Linked DNA regions of Hordeum vulgare: region 2 is linked to region 1. The links are chromatin contacts, called in public Hi-C maps. All regions are on one chromosome and are shown on one strand. Each heading gives the region's core, a stretch centred on a gene start, on an enhancer-like site or on the middle of the called end of the contact. The rest is flanking DNA. Distances are from core to core; before and after follow the strand shown.

Region 1 (4,422 bases), core at 733-3,232:
TTTGATGAAAAATATATGTTTAGAAAGTACATCCGCTTAAGAATCCAATGATATACTTTTGGTGACATATAACTCATATTTAGTTAGTCAAATCGATGACCTAAAACTACGTGCAAACCCTATATACCAAGACGGAGGGAGTAGCAAATACTTAACTCGTCTAATGGGATTGCAAATGTGGTTACTCATTCCATCGCTAATGTTGTAACAGTGTGAAGGGTAGTGATGTTATGTATGATTCAATTCATTCCTGAGTGTTGGAATTGGCCATTAAAGATTTTGTAAACAATTATTAATTTTATATAGTACGGTTACAAAATAATACCAGACGTGTCTTGCTAATGTTTGTAACAGTGTGGAGGATAATGATGTTATGTACTGTATGATTCAGTTCATTCCAGCGTGTTGGAATTGGTCATTAAAGATTTTGTAAACAACAATAATTCTATATTACAAGTGTTACGGTGATTGGGGAGTTTACATGCCGTCCATCCACACTAATCCGATGGTGAAAAAATAGGAGTTACGAGGAATGACGAAAATGAAATTACGGGAAATTACACGTAACCGTGGGACCAATACAAAATTTTGATGGAACCAGTTACTTTACCATTCTTTCTTTTTATAAAAAATAATATCTGTAAATAATTTTTCAGATCCGATGGTTAGAAAAAATTAAAGACAGAGTTACATGACCATCGACAATTTCGAAGTTGACTTTGCAAATAACTAGTTGTCTCTAATAAGGTATCCCCGTTATTCTGTGACCAAATGCCCATCAAAGTTAATTTGATTATGGAACCAAATGAAATATTAATAGAATCAAGGACTGGGTTTTCTTGGCAATCACACAAATATATTTTTCGGACGAGCAGCTGTCTGCAACCTCGCACAAAACCAGGCATAAAAGAAGAAATGATCTGAATTTTTCACAGACTCCCTGCTGAAGTCTGACATCTGGGTGCATAAAACCAAGCAGTTCCCATCAAATGCGTCATGAGTACATCAAGAACAACGAAGAAAGGGTGAGGGGGGATAAATCGAGAACTTGTCACAAATTTAGCATCACTGCTAGGAAAATATTACTATAACCTTAGGAAAAATAGAACTTCTGAAAACTCTGCTATCTGATCATCCCAAACTTCAATAGCCCTAGAATCCCCACCACGAAAGGACCAAAGAGCAGCAGCAGGAAGGGACGAAGAGCTACAGAAACATCTTTTCCCGGCTTGGTTAAATGACACACCTACCAAGGAAAATGTTTATGGGATGCCGATGAACAAAGTAGAGCTCCAAATTGACCAAAATTATAAAAGCAAGGAAGGGTCGAATGAGACTGTTGGGTTCCATGAATCATCAGCAGCGCAACTGTTTCCTGCTCTCATCTAAACCTAACATTTCAGGAATCCAGGAATGGGCATCAAAAGCGGCCTGTCTACAGCTGAAGTGAACCACCAAAGCAAGGGGGGGAAGGAACCAAGAACACAGATTTTCCCCATCCGTTGCTACTCAGCCAAGCTAAGAAATGCATTGTTTCTTGGTTTTCCGAAGTATAAAATCAAACAAAAAGAACAAATAAAAATGGCTATATGAAGTAATAATCTCACTGGCTTACCATCGTTGGAGTCGGTGTTGGCGTGAGCCCCCATGGAGGCAGTGGCCAAGAAGAGCAGCAGCGCTCCAATGGCCGCAGCTCCTCTCCCCCTCATCTTGGCCGTGGCCGTGGCCGTGGCCGTGGTCGTGGTCGTGGCTGCTGCGTTGGTCATGGCAGCAGTAGCTCGTCTGCACTCTGCAGGCTCGCTGCAACGCCCAATAACTTATGCTCCGAAAAAGGTCTCTTTTGCGCCCCCTGCTTTTGTTTATTTGGTATATTCTTTTTCTTTTTTCTCGGTGCTGACATGTCCTTTTTTTCCCCAGTGGATTGTGTATTTGTCAGCAAGCTGGAATCAGGGAGGAGGGGAAGGGCTTTAAAGAAGTGCACATCGCACGCTGAGAAACCCCTCGGAAATGGCAAAAACTAATTATTCTCTCACTGGTCGTGTCATCTTCTGTAGCGCTCATTTTGGGGGCTTGGGGCCGAGGCAAGATTTTTGCGCAGGCCGGTTGTATCGGCTTGATACAACGAGTGAACGAAAATATCAGCAATGCTACATATACAGTCAATTACGGACTGATTTTGTTTACATGATGACATGACAACAGGTGATTGGAGAAAAAAAGAGTGAGGCGGGCCATCCATATCGTTGGTCAAAAAAAGGAAAAGATGTTTGCAACGTCTTTGTACAGCTTTTGCCTTCTTTCCAGTGAGATGAGATTTGTTGTGCACGTATATATTGTTTCGAGTAAGTGAAATGCTGAAAACAAGAAGGAACTCTTGTATCCGCATACCAAAAACGCACAGTTACAAAAGAAGATTTGGGGCCAAGTTTCGTTCAGAAGTTTTATACTAGTGCTGTATCAGGAAGACTGCCACTTGAGCTGATGCGTGCGTGTCCTTGCGGGGAAAAAAGTTTATGTATGCGCAATGACACGTTGAGGAGGTGAGTGGAAGATGTTGCGGTCACTTCTTTTGTGGTGGTTGTGCGTCGTGGCTCCCATGCCGGAACGTTGCCGTCCGTGCGCGGTCGCTTTTGCTGATTGGCAATCAACCACACCAGATACAGGCGCTCGCATGCGTGTGCAGAGTGCTCTGCACTCCTTCATTTTCTTTAGACGGTTTCAGCATGGCCACAGTAAACTCCCAGTTCCATGCTGTTCTCCTTGAAAAGAGGCCCAAAGGGATCCAAAGATGCTTCGGAAACAGGCACTAAATTTCGATGCAGCCAAATTTAGTAGTGAGTTTTTTGTAAGTAAGAATTCCACATGAAACCATTTGTTTGCTCTGACTTTTTCCTTAAAAGTGGGTGCACGTTGTTCTCACCGTGATTGCACCATGCGTCCGTGTCATGATGAAGCATAATTAACCAGTATCCTTCCTGAACATCGCTTTTCTTCCTTTTCAGCATTTTTTTTTATCTTCGCCTTTTTTTCTGGGGAACGTATCCTCGCCTCTTCTGCCCAAGTGTCTAGCGTCCAGTGCTATCCGGTTAGGCGAATAATTTGCCATGCTGACCAGGTGGCCAAACCCGTCCAATTAGTACGTTACATTACGCTGCGCCCATAACCTCGTCGTTTTCGTGGGCTGTTTTCGTCTTCAGACGGACGGCTTCTCGTCGCATCCAACTGAGGTAACGTGGCTCATGAGATGAGATACAGTGGATCAAGAATTACGCCGAGGGCGACATGCTAGTATGCACACCTGTAACTGTCTCTGCTGGCCGACATACATAGAGTTTTTTTTTTGTGTGTGTGTGTGAAAGACATACATAGAGTTTAACAGCAACGTGGACGTGTGGCATGTTGTTTAGTTCTCTCTGCTTCGTCAGCGAGTTCAGGTTGGTTGCTTAATAACCGAATTGATGGACGGGGAATCGGCTGTTGACGTCGCCCAGCACGGTTTGGTTTGAGTGGCTGCGCTTTGTGTGACCTAACCTAAGTAACCTGGAAGGTGACGGGACGATCCTCGCACTCTGCTGCTGCCGTTGCATGATCGTAGCCATCCTCAGCTTGGCATCAAAACCTAGCTTGGTTAGGCTTGTGGACAGAGCGATCGGTGAAGTTTGTTGGCTGTAGCAGATGACGGGGAAGAACAATGACCAAGTTAGACCACCAACCAAGAACCACTGACGCCACCAACAGTGATTAGAAAGAAAGCGAAAGCAGTCTGCTTCATGGACATCTCTCTCTGGGACCGAATCAGAGGTGGGCGAGAGCAGTTAATTCGGTTAGCCAACTCCAGGGTCATCTCAAGGACCTATAGGGACGAGACGAGGGACCAAATGGCACGCCCTTTTTCATTGGTTGCACCCAGACGAGACGACGGATCATGTTGATCCAAGAGTGCCCAAACACTCCCGTATGAAGAAGTGTCGCAGGATATATAAACTCGAAATGGAATCGAAACACAGATGATCGGATGGCCGAGTTGGTCTAAGGCGCCAGATTAAGGCTCTGGTCCGAAAGGGCGTGGGTTCAAATCCCACTCCGGTCATACTCATTTTTTATGTTTTTTGCATCAACCAAACATTCATGTTGATTAAAGAGTACTCAAACACCCCCGTAAGAAGAAGTACCTGCGGATATATAAACTGGAAATGGAATTGAAACAAAGTTGATCGGATGGCCGAGTTGGTCTAAGGCGCCAGATTAAGGCTCTGGTCCGAAAGGGCGTGGGTTCAAATCCCACTCCGGTCAAAATTATTTTACGTTTTTGCATCAACCAAAAGATATATATTCAACCTTTGATAAAAGAGAACCAAAACATTATACATTCAACCATAGATAAAAGAGAACCAAAACATTATATATTCAACCATAGATAAA
Region 2 (4,447 bases), core at 1,827-4,326, 500 kb after region 1:
GAACTACTACTACTAATATACTCATATACTAACTACTAATACTAACTACAAATATGAACTACTAATACTAACTACTAATATGAAGTACTACTACTCATATACTCATATACTAACTACTAATATACTAACTCCTAATACTCATATACTAACTACTAATATACTAACTACTCAAATCCTAAGAACTCATATCCTAACTAGTCAAATCCTAAGAACCTACTCAAATCAATCTACTCAACAAAAACCTAATACACTTGGATAGAAGGATGGGAAACGGAAGGGATGGGGGAGGAGATTACCTTGGGGGATCAATCCAAGGAAGAAATCACCAGATCTGAAGGAGATGGGGGAGGGGATTAGGGATTCGAAGAGAGCCAGCCGCCGCCGTTGCAGTTTCTGTTTGAATGAGGGAGGGGAATGGGGAGGGGGTGGGGAGGGGGCTGGCCCGTGGCCAGTTAAGTCAATGTGTGACGTCTAAGCGTTCGGCGCCACACATTACAATGTGTGACAGGCGTCACACGGCCTGGGGGATGGGCCCTCCCTGCCAGGTGGTCGGGGGGTGTGGCGCCGAACGGCTAGGCGTCACACAGTGTAGTGTGGCGCCTAGGTTTCGGACGCCACACAAAAGGGTCAGGCGGGTGAAATTTTTTCCGCGAGGGGTCACTCCGTGAGTTCTTTCCCCCCAGGGGTCATTTTTGTTAATTTTGCCGTAGTCTTGCAACGGCCTTTATCTGTCAGGTCTCTGGGCTCGTGATGACGAGGGGCTGTAGCAGCTATCTTAGTTAAGTTAATAAGGTCCTTTTTGTTTCATAAGTCCTAAGACTTTTTTAAGTTTCAACTTATAAGTCATAAGCCCGGGATAAGTCTCAATAAGCTCCTCCCTGAGAGTCTTATTTGATAAGTCTCAAATCACCACAATAAGTCCGAATAAGTCCCTTGTGTTTGGTTTAGGTGGGACTTATAGAAACATTTTTAAGTCCCTAAACCAATAAGTTTCTGAAAACAAACACCCTCTAAGGCCCGCAGTCTTGTCCCAAATAAAAAGTTAAGGCTCGCAGTCAGCATGCTACGCGACCGGATGATTTGCAGTGCAAAATCGGCAAAAAGAAACAGCAGCCAACTTGCACGAAATCACGCGAGTACCCGGCCTGCACGCTCGGGATTTCAGAAGCGGCGTTCCTTTCCTGTCCAGAACCGCAAAACCACCGGAAGAAAGGCACCCGCTCTTTTTTCTTTTGTTTTCCCGTTGTGCAGCAAAGCCGCTTTGGAGCCGTCAGCGGCCCGGGCCGGGCCGGCCGGTCAAAGGCAACGGCAGAGCGATCCACGGAGGAGCATCAGCGCGCCTGCGCGCGGCCTCCCGCATGATGGACGCGTGCGTGCCGCACTTTCCCCCCGGGGTTTCAGCCGACCCGATTCAAAAGTCTAGGAGACACCACGCAGATTTTTCAACAACGGCGGAATCATCATCATGGGCGTCATCAGCAGGGCAGCAGCGCACGGGGCCGGAGACCGCGCGCGTCACTGTCCTCCCCCGCTCCCCCGCGCGCGTCCGTCCGTGCCGTCGCTGCCAAAGCCCGGGCGCCGGACATGGGTCGCCGGCCAGCCGCGTTCGTGGGCTAGCTGCCGCCCCTGACCCCGACGGCGAGTCGGCTGCCGATGCAGCGAACCCAAGGGATGAGAGATGGGCAACTTGTTGGCAGCACTAGTAGTTCTCGGGTTTATCTGGAGAGTTTTATTCGATCGATACAAGTCTTTTTCTGCGGAGATGATAGTTACTAATCAAATCAATTCAAGCCTTATTAGTGCTGTACAGGAACATCACATGCATGCATGTGGCGTTCGATCGGTCGCGCCCGTCGGAGGCCGGACGCGAGTACGTTTTCGACGGGGCGTTATGTGACCAAGTAGTAACCATCCAAACTAAGCTATATTCTTGTTAACGAGGTTCAGATGGCTTGGTACTTAGATATGCCGGTCAACTTTCCCGGAATTCCCAGCCAAGTAAGATAAGGCGGCTTGGTACTCTTACTTAACTTAACTTGGGATGGAGCCACACTCAACCAATCCAGTTGCTTCCAGGAAACGCCGAGCCGATGCCGCCACGACCACACGGACAGGACCAATTCGCGCATTCGTTCGTTCGCCCGGTCGGGTTCGAATTGAATTCGATCGCTCGCTTGTGCGCTCCGGAGACGCATACCCGCAACGGGAAAGGGACAGCAAGGAGAAGAAGGGGGGCAACAAACCGCTATACCGAACCAACCAACCAACGAAACGAACGAACGAACCTCCCGCGATGTGTGGTCCACCCGTTGCGATGGATGGATGGAGTCCGGGGCGGGGCACCCTGGCTTGGCTTGGCTGATGCCCGCTCCAGCTCCATTGCTTCAAGCACATCGGTCCACGTATCCACGTCAAGCTATCTATCTATCGGGCCCGGGACCCGGCGTGTGACACGCGCTGCCGGCATACGGCCCACGTTTCCTGGCCCTGGCAGTTGGGTTCGTCCAAATGTGTCCCCTGATCCGGCGGTGTGTCCTGCAGCAAACCAGCCACGAAATAAATCAGCATGATCATCAGACCAGGGTACAACTAGTAGTAAAATAATTCGTGTCAGTTCACTGGGGGGCTGCGTGTCAGTCAGCCTGTCAGTGGATCTGTGACTGCCTCTGCTCTTTATATTATTTTAACTGGCGCCACGTACGGGGCCGCGTGTGCGTCGACCGGTCGGTTTCAGGGGGTTTACCGACGTGGTGTGTGGTTGCACCAACACCAAATCGTTGGCGCAACCGTGCAGCGGCGCGCGGGGCGGGAGATTGGTCGACGGGGATGGCCGTGGCGGGGAGGTCCGTCCAACGAACGAACCCACTCGGGTCATGCCCGCTCCGCTCAGGCTCAGCACCTATGGCTCGCGTCAACATATTTGAAAACCGTCGCCATCCGAGCTTTCCCTCCACAGTTCGCCCGTTCGCTCACCCTCTCCTCCAAATCCCCACACAAGTTTTCTTCTTCTCCTCCTCCCTCTTATCCTCTCCGGCCACCGTATAAGTAGCAGCGCGCGCTCCATTACGTTAAATCCCATTCCCACCTCGAAAACCTCCAGCCCGAGCCAGAGCCAAAGCCCGCTTGTGCACGCACGCACGCGCTGCCTAGAAGCTTGCGAGGACGAGGAGCATATTCCGAGGAGAGCGAGCAGAGGCCGGCTGCTGCTGTCGTTTGCACCAGGGGCGAGGCGATTCTTGTTACTTGTTGGAAGAGGAAGCGAGGGTGGTGGTGGTGTTCATGGCGGTGACGGCGACGACGGCGGCGGCGGCGGCCACCATGCTGGCGGCCGTGATGGCCATCTTCCTCTCCTTCGTGCTCTGCTTCTACATATTCCTCTGCGCCAAGAGGTCCCGGGGCGGCGCGCCGCCGCCGCCGGGGAGCGGCGTGATGGCGCACCTGCGCTACCTGTTCTGCGGCGGGGACGGGCGGGCCGGCGCCGGGGACGGCGTCGCACCGTGGTTCTACGACGGGGGCCTGGACGACGCGTCGATGGCGTCGCTGCCCCGCCGGGAGGTGGCCAAGGGGGAGGCCATGGACTGCGCGGTCTGCATCACGGAGCTCGCCACCGGGGACACGGCGCGCGTGCTGCCCCGCTGCGGCCACGGCTTCCACGTCGACTGCGTCGACATGTGGCTCAGGTCGCACTCCACCTGCCCGCTCTGCCGCTGCCCCGCCGTCGACGCGCCGCCCCTGCCGCCCGCGCCCGTCCAGGCGCCCGAGGCCGACCAGGAGTCGCCCAACTTCCCCACCAACGTCCTCTTCTTCGGCTCCCAGGACGACGTCAGCACCGGCCGCGCGCAACCGCAGACCCCCGCCGCAACCACACCTCAACCAGCGCCTGCTCCCTCTCAACCGCAAGCGCAGCCGCCGCCCGCCGGGGCGTCGTGCGGGCTGCGGCGGCTTCTCGGGTGTGGCGGCGCGTCGCCGCCCCCGCCGCCGCAGGAGGAGGACGCGGCAAGGGACATAGAGATGGGGCTCGCCGGCGGCGAGAGCAGCGCGTCGTCGAGGCAGGCGAAGCCGCAGCAGCCGGCGGGCTCATGCTGACGCCCCGGCTGCCACGGTGGACTTTTCCTCCCCCCAACCTTTCTGCGATGTGCCGTCTTCCTTGCGTGGCGTCATCGCAAGTTTTCCCAGTGTCTCCCTTACTCTTACTCGGTCTCGGAGTAAAAAAAAGCTGTACAGATTTTTATAGACGTGTGATGTACATGTGGATAGGATGATCATGTTCCGGCATGACACCACAGGAAAAGAGAAGAAAACAACTTTGCCTGCCTACATTTCGTCGTTCCTTCTCATTCTTTGTACAACTTGCAAGCGGTCAATTCAGCTGCGGCAGCGACAGCAACCCACTAATACCGTTATTCAGTTACTTCCATTCTCTGTCGAGTAGCACTAACTGCAACTG

What was found. A called contact is a pair of places that touch in the nucleus more often than the background predicts.
Region 2: a contact with region 1 is called in a Hi-C map of seedling, with 3 times the contacts expected there. The contact joins the promoter of LOC123425288 here to the promoter of LOC123425284 in region 1. A contact is called at or near these places in 2 of 6 Hi-C or Micro-C datasets (leaf and seedling).

Annotation. Positions count from the first base shown.
Region 1 is chr2H:96,097,652-96,102,073 of MorexV3_pseudomolecules_assembly, forward strand. It overlaps LOC123425284 (protein STRUBBELIG-RECEPTOR FAMILY 7-like), which reads right to left and starts at 1,983. Exons shown (of 17, transcript XM_045108965.1): 1 at 1,616-1,983. The coding sequence starts at 1,766. TRNAL-AAG (a tRNA gene) reads left to right here and starts at 4,010; the gene lies at 4,010-4,090. TRNAL-AAG (a tRNA gene) reads left to right here and starts at 4,213; the gene lies at 4,213-4,293.
Region 2 is chr2H:96,601,385-96,605,831 of MorexV3_pseudomolecules_assembly, forward strand. It overlaps LOC123425288 (E3 ubiquitin-protein ligase EL5-like), which reads left to right and starts at 3,077. Exons shown (of 1, transcript XM_045108970.1): 1 at 3,077-4,317. The coding sequence starts at 3,280. The coding sequence ends at 4,086.